2 separate regions of the Mus musculus genome follow, and region 1 is linked to region 2. A link is a contact called in public Hi-C data. All regions are on one chromosome and are shown on one strand. The core of a region is the stretch at or near the end of the contact, and the rest is flanking DNA. Distances in the headings are between cores, read along the strand shown. Region 1 has its middle 150 kb from the start of Gm45957. Region 2 holds the start of Cwf19l2 (CWF19-like 2, cell cycle control (S. pombe)).

Region 1 (2,781 bases), core at 5-2,504, 580 kb before region 2:
ACCACAGGTAGAACTACCACTACTTCTCAAAAGAACCTGCCCAGAACAATCAGGGCACAAGAACTGAGGAGGTGCCTGGGACAGTAGTCTTCTAGTTTCCCTCTGCACCCAGAGCTATTCCTGTACCACGGATCTACACACAAATACTACTAGGAGAGAGGTGATCTCGCAGGAGTGCCTACACACCTACAAGCACAGGTAAGACCAACACTTCTCTTTAAACTCCTGGCCCAAGAGGGACCCTCCCAGAGCCACCAGGACACAGGAACCAAGGATCAGTTGGGAACAGAATCCTTCTGGTTTCTATCTGAACCCCAGAGATTACCCTATACCACAGCTCTCCATACCTAAATTCCTCCTGGAGAGAACTGGTCTCCCAGAAGTACAGACACACAGGTTTGCAGGACAGAGAAGCCACAGTCAGAGACAGCAAGGAAGGTAAGCTAACACCTGAGATATCCAGATGGCAAAAGGCAAGCACAAGAACATAAGCCACAGAAACCAAGCCTACTTGGCATCATCAGAACCGAGTTTTCTCACCACAATGAGGCCTGGTTACCCCAAAACACCAGAAAAGCAAGACTGATGAAAAATCGCATCTCATTGTGATGATAGAGGACATTAAGTAGGATGAAATACAAGAGAACACAAGCAAACTGGTAGAAGACCTTAAAGAGGAAACAAAAAATCCCTTAAAGAATTACAGGACAACATAATCAAACAGGTGAAGGAACTGAAGAAAAGCATCCAGGATCTAAAAATGGAAACAGAGACAATAAAGAAATCATAAAGGGTGAGAGCACTGGAGATAGAAGACCTAGGAAAGAGATCAGGAGTCATAGATGCGAGCATCACCAACAGAATAGAAGAGATAGAAGAGAGAAGCTCAGGTGCGGAAGATACCATAGAAAACATTGACACAACAGTGAAAGAATATGCAAAATGCAAAAGGCTGATAACACAAAACATACAGGAAATCCAGGGCACAATAAGAAGACCAAACCTAAGGATAATAGGTATAGAAGAGAGTGAAGATTCCCAACTTAAAGGGATAGTAAATATCTGCAATGAAATTATAGAAGAAAACTTCCCTAACCTAAAGAAAGTCATGCCCATGAACATACAAGAATCCTACAGAACTCCAAATAGATTGGACCAGAAAATAAATTCCTCTGGTGCTCACATGCTACGTCCACTCCAGTGTAGTCTGCTTTGTAGGCCTAAAGGCCTGAAACCAGGCACGAGGTGAAGAGTTTCAAGGAAGCTTTGCCTCCTGGAACCTTGACATTTCCATATCCTGTATACTCAAACCCTGTCCCTGCAATAATCTGTTGTATGCTCTCTTTCAGTATTGTTTCATTATAAGTGCCTTTAAGGATTGATTTTTGACATAGCTAAGCCTCCACCAGTGTTCCAATGGTTCCTAGAAAATCCTTGAAGCCGGCATTGAGCTTGGAATTCAGTAAGCATTTTACCTATTCAGTAACATTCAAATTCACTTCTAGTAGAGACAGTGAAACTAATTAGGCATTACAAAGAACATAGCTAGAAAAGCTCAGGGCTGGTCTGCATAGTAATTACTTAGGACAATAGCCGAGTCACACCCAAACACAGGAATACACAATGGCCTAGCAAATAGGTGGGTTGTCTCATGAAAGATTTAGTGGAAGGGAATTCCCCTGGTTAAGGTTTCTTCACTAGGCCCAGAGGAATAGCATAATCAGGTATTTACTAAAGAACCCCTGGTGGTGGGTTTAACTAGCATTGTATTAGAGCATTCACCTGGCTCTGGTGTTTAGCTGAACTTTTAAATTAAGTGGTAAATGTGGCCTGGTTCCCAAGATCTTTTGATGTATGCATTCCTTTTGTTTTGTGTCACTGTAACTTGGCAGATGTGTTTGCCTGTTGTTTTTTTTTTTTTTGTTTTGTTTTGTTTTGTTTTGTTTTGTTTTGTTTTGTTTTGTTTTGTTTTCTGTATTAAAAGTCTGATATTCGTTTGGCAAAAATACATTCAGATATAACACACTCTCTCATGTCGTGTCTGTTTGTCACCCCCTTCTCTCTGACTCCTTGCCCACCTGCAACCAGAAACTCATTCCCTGCAGATAGGAGACCCAATAGAGGTTAGACTGAGGCAGTCACATAATAGTAAAAATCATAATAAAAATCATAATGAAAAATCAAAACACCAAATGCACTAAACAAAGAAATATTAAAAGCAGTAAGGGGAAAAGTTCAAGTAATATATAGAGGCAGACCTAAGAGAATGACATCAGACTTTTCACCAGAGACTGAAAGCTAGAAGATCCTGGGCAGATCTCATTCAACCCCAAAGAGAACACAAATGCCAGCCCAGACTACTATACCTGGAAAAATTCTCAATTACTATAGATTGAGAAACCAATATATTCCATGGCAAAACCAAATTTACACAATATCTTTCCACAAATCAAGCCCTACAAAGGATAATAGGTGGAAAATGCCAATGCAAGGAGGGAAACTATGCCCTAGAAAAAGAAAAAAAATGTAATCTTCTTTTAAATAACCTGAAAGATTACCACACAAACATAAAAATAGGATAAAAATATCAGGAAGCAACAATCACTGTTCCTTAATATCTCCTACCATCAATGGACTCAATTCCCAATTAAAAAGACTGTATACATAACAGACAATATAAATAAACAGGACCCAGAATTTTACTTCATACAGGAAGTGTAACTCAGTGTCAAAGACAAGCACTATCTTAGAGTAAAGTGCTGGAAAGCAATTTTCCAAGCA
Region 2 (2,774 bases), core at 51-2,550:
CCATGCCTTCAAAATAGACAGTGCCAATACAATTGACTCAGAAAAGTTATCCTCTTAAAAAGAAAGAACCATATGGCTAATTTCTAGTCAGCAGTCAACAATAGTAATACAATGCAAGAAGTTTCTTCTGCTTTCTCATCCATCTGTCAAAATTCCTAAGCTGACTTTGGTCCTTATCAAACTGTATGTAGATTTGTCTAAAATTCTTCACAGCTGACAAAGAGTTTCTTCCAAAAACTGTTTGAAATATCAAACAGACAGTCATTATGATTATTCATTATATCTATTTTGAAATCAGCCAATATTCATGATGCTTTATCTGACCAAGACTAACTGCCCACCCATCCCCTTAAAATGTGACTGAAGGAAGGCATTACTCATTCTTCCTATTTATTTTCTACTCTCTATATGCATTTAAACTTATTTAAAATTCTTTTATCATAAAACAAAAAACCCAAAACATAGTCACGGAACATTCCGTTGTTCAACTACAAATTCATCTTTTTCACTGTCACAATTAATCAGGAATAACTGTCAATAACTGTTCAATAATTTACTTCTTCCGTTTTTATAAACTCCATACATTTCAATGTTAATGAGAATTCTGTTTCCAAAACCTGGGGTCGGGGAGCACATATTCTGAGTCTCTTATGCTAAAACAGTGTTTCAATCAGTAAAGGCTGGCCTAAGCCTGGAGTTGAAAGGAAAACGTGGAGGAAACACCAACGTATTCAAATGTGTCCTACTTCCAATAAGCCGGGGCAATGACTCATGCTTCGAATTAACTGGTAAGAAGAGTCCTCGGATGTGACACTGGACACAGAAACTGAGCAATCCAGGCGGCTGAAATATCAAGAGTGCTTAAAAACTAAGGAAACTGGAAGGAAACCAATCAATCTTTTTGCGGAGAGAAATAGCAAATGGAGCCGGTCCGAGCGTTTAGAAGACAACTGCATTGGAAAAAGACCAAAATCAGACAAGGTGAGATACCGAAGTAACGAGAGAAGTGAGTGGACTATCTCCCAGGATTCTCAAGTCCTACAACTTTTAAATAACATTCCGAAACCGTAAGATTTATAAAACGAAAGTATTTCAAGAACTAAATCTCGGAAAGCGATTACCTAGCATGCAGAAGCCCTTAGTACAACCCCAGTTTTAAAAAGGAAGAAAGAAAATTCTCCAAAGCCGGGATACCTGGCGTAACACCTCGGCCCTGGCATTACGGGTCTGTTCTTTTCGCTCTTCGATACTGCTAGCACTTTCAAATCTTACACTAAACGCCTCCATAGTTGTTGCCGTCGAAAAGCAAGGACGCCGTCGGGAAACCTCGGTTTACGACTGTCGTAATTTAGAAACCGAATCTGCATTTCAAAATAGTAGGGAAGGGGCGTTACTATGCCAACAGAGCAGGCGCAGTTCCGAATGTTTCGCCTGTGAAAGGTTCAGCGGAAACTTGTAGCCTGCTGGAGAGTTGATCTTTCAGATGTACTAGGTTCGCTAAGCGCTGAGTTAATATAAACATGCGTTATTATGAGCCCTGCGATATATTAACTCATTTCTCAATAGGACTCTTAAAACACTCCAGTAAGCTAGAAGTTACTTACTTCCCCCTTCTTGCCTGACTTCCTGTGACTGTGCATCAACCTGAAGGGAACCTGATCAGAAAGTCAGAACGTGGGGGGAAAAGGGAAAAACAAAAATTGCTCTTAAGAATCAGTATAGGGGCTGGAGAGATGACTCAGTGGTTAAGAGCACTGACTGCTCTTCCAGATGTCCTGAGTTCAATTCCCAGGAACCACGTGGTGGCTCACAACCCTCTGTAATGGGATTGAACGCCCTCTTCTGGTGTGTCTGAAAACAGTGACAATGTACTCATATAAGTAAAATAAGTAATTAAAAAAAAAAGTTCAGTATTTTTCTTTGATGGGTGTCTTGAAATATATTTAAAACTGGGGTAGAGAGATGGGTCAGTGATTTAGGTGCTAACTGTTCTTGCAAAGGACCTAAGGCCACATCCAGGAACTCACAGGGATCATCAAAACCATCTCTAGCTCCATTTCCAGGAGATCTCCCTCTTCTGGCCTCCACAGGCATTGCAACTACATGATGACATAACACTCATTAAATAAATAAATAAATAAATAAATAAATAATTCTTAATTATTTGGAGGTCAAGACTTGGTGTTGCACAAGCCTGGGTGCAGGAAGAGTCCTCATCACCCAGAAGAAAGATGCCTTGGTTGTGTGGTTATCTCTCATAAAGAAAAAACAGTGACCTCTGTTGTATTTATTGCATCTTGCATAATTAAGTCTCTGTATCAAAAGACTAGCCCCATCTGTGCTTCATTTGATTCGCCCACTAGGATAGAAACAGGAAAGTTGAAATAAGCCATTTCTATCTCCTTTTGCCCATATCAACTCAGCAAATTTAAGATGACAAACTTGAATGGTTACAACCCCTTTATTTGATTCATTATGTTTGTGAGGCAGCACTCCAGTTTGTGCATCTGAAGCAAGGATAACCAGCCAATTCAGAGTTGATAGGAAGGGCTAATATACCTGCCCACGCATTACCAAAGGCACTCAAAAAGACTTGCCATGAAATATTGAAGGCTAAACGCACTGATGATTTTCGAAAACCTTGCTTCTCCGTAGGGAGAGCTTTGAAATTTCTTTTGTTGTTGTTGTTGTTGTTGTTGTTGTTGTTGTTGTTGAGAAGCAATACTCATGAGTCCTTGTACCAAAAAGAGTCAAAAGAAATAAAAATATCAAGA

The links. A called contact is a pair of places that touch in the nucleus more often than the background predicts.
Region 1: a Hi-C map of embryonic stem cells shows a contact between it and region 2, with 6 times the contacts expected there. The contact joins the enhancer-like site here to the promoter of Cwf19l2 in region 2. A contact is called at or near these places in 1 of 39 promoter capture datasets (stem cell-derived epiblast-like cells), 1 of 484 Hi-C or Micro-C datasets (embryonic stem cells) and 1 of 115 datasets of contacts at active chromatin or transcription factors (embryonic stem cells).

The regions. Positions count from the first base shown.
Region 1 is chr9:3,987,069-3,989,849 of GRCm38.p6, reverse strand. No RefSeq gene overlaps it. Among named protein-coding and RNA genes, the nearest start is that of Gm45957, 150 kb to the left of the region's middle. Within about 2 kb of position 1,254, at least 12 of the 459 cell types and tissues checked have an H3K27ac peak or open chromatin away from gene starts, as enhancers often do. A contact at or near this core is called in embryonic stem cells and stem cell-derived epiblast-like cells, where this site is marked.
Region 2 is chr9:3,402,611-3,405,384 of GRCm38.p6, reverse strand. Cwf19l2 (CWF19-like 2, cell cycle control (S. pombe)) reads right to left here and starts at 1,300. Exons shown (of 18, transcript NM_027545.2): 1 at 1,195-1,300. The coding sequence starts at 1,287.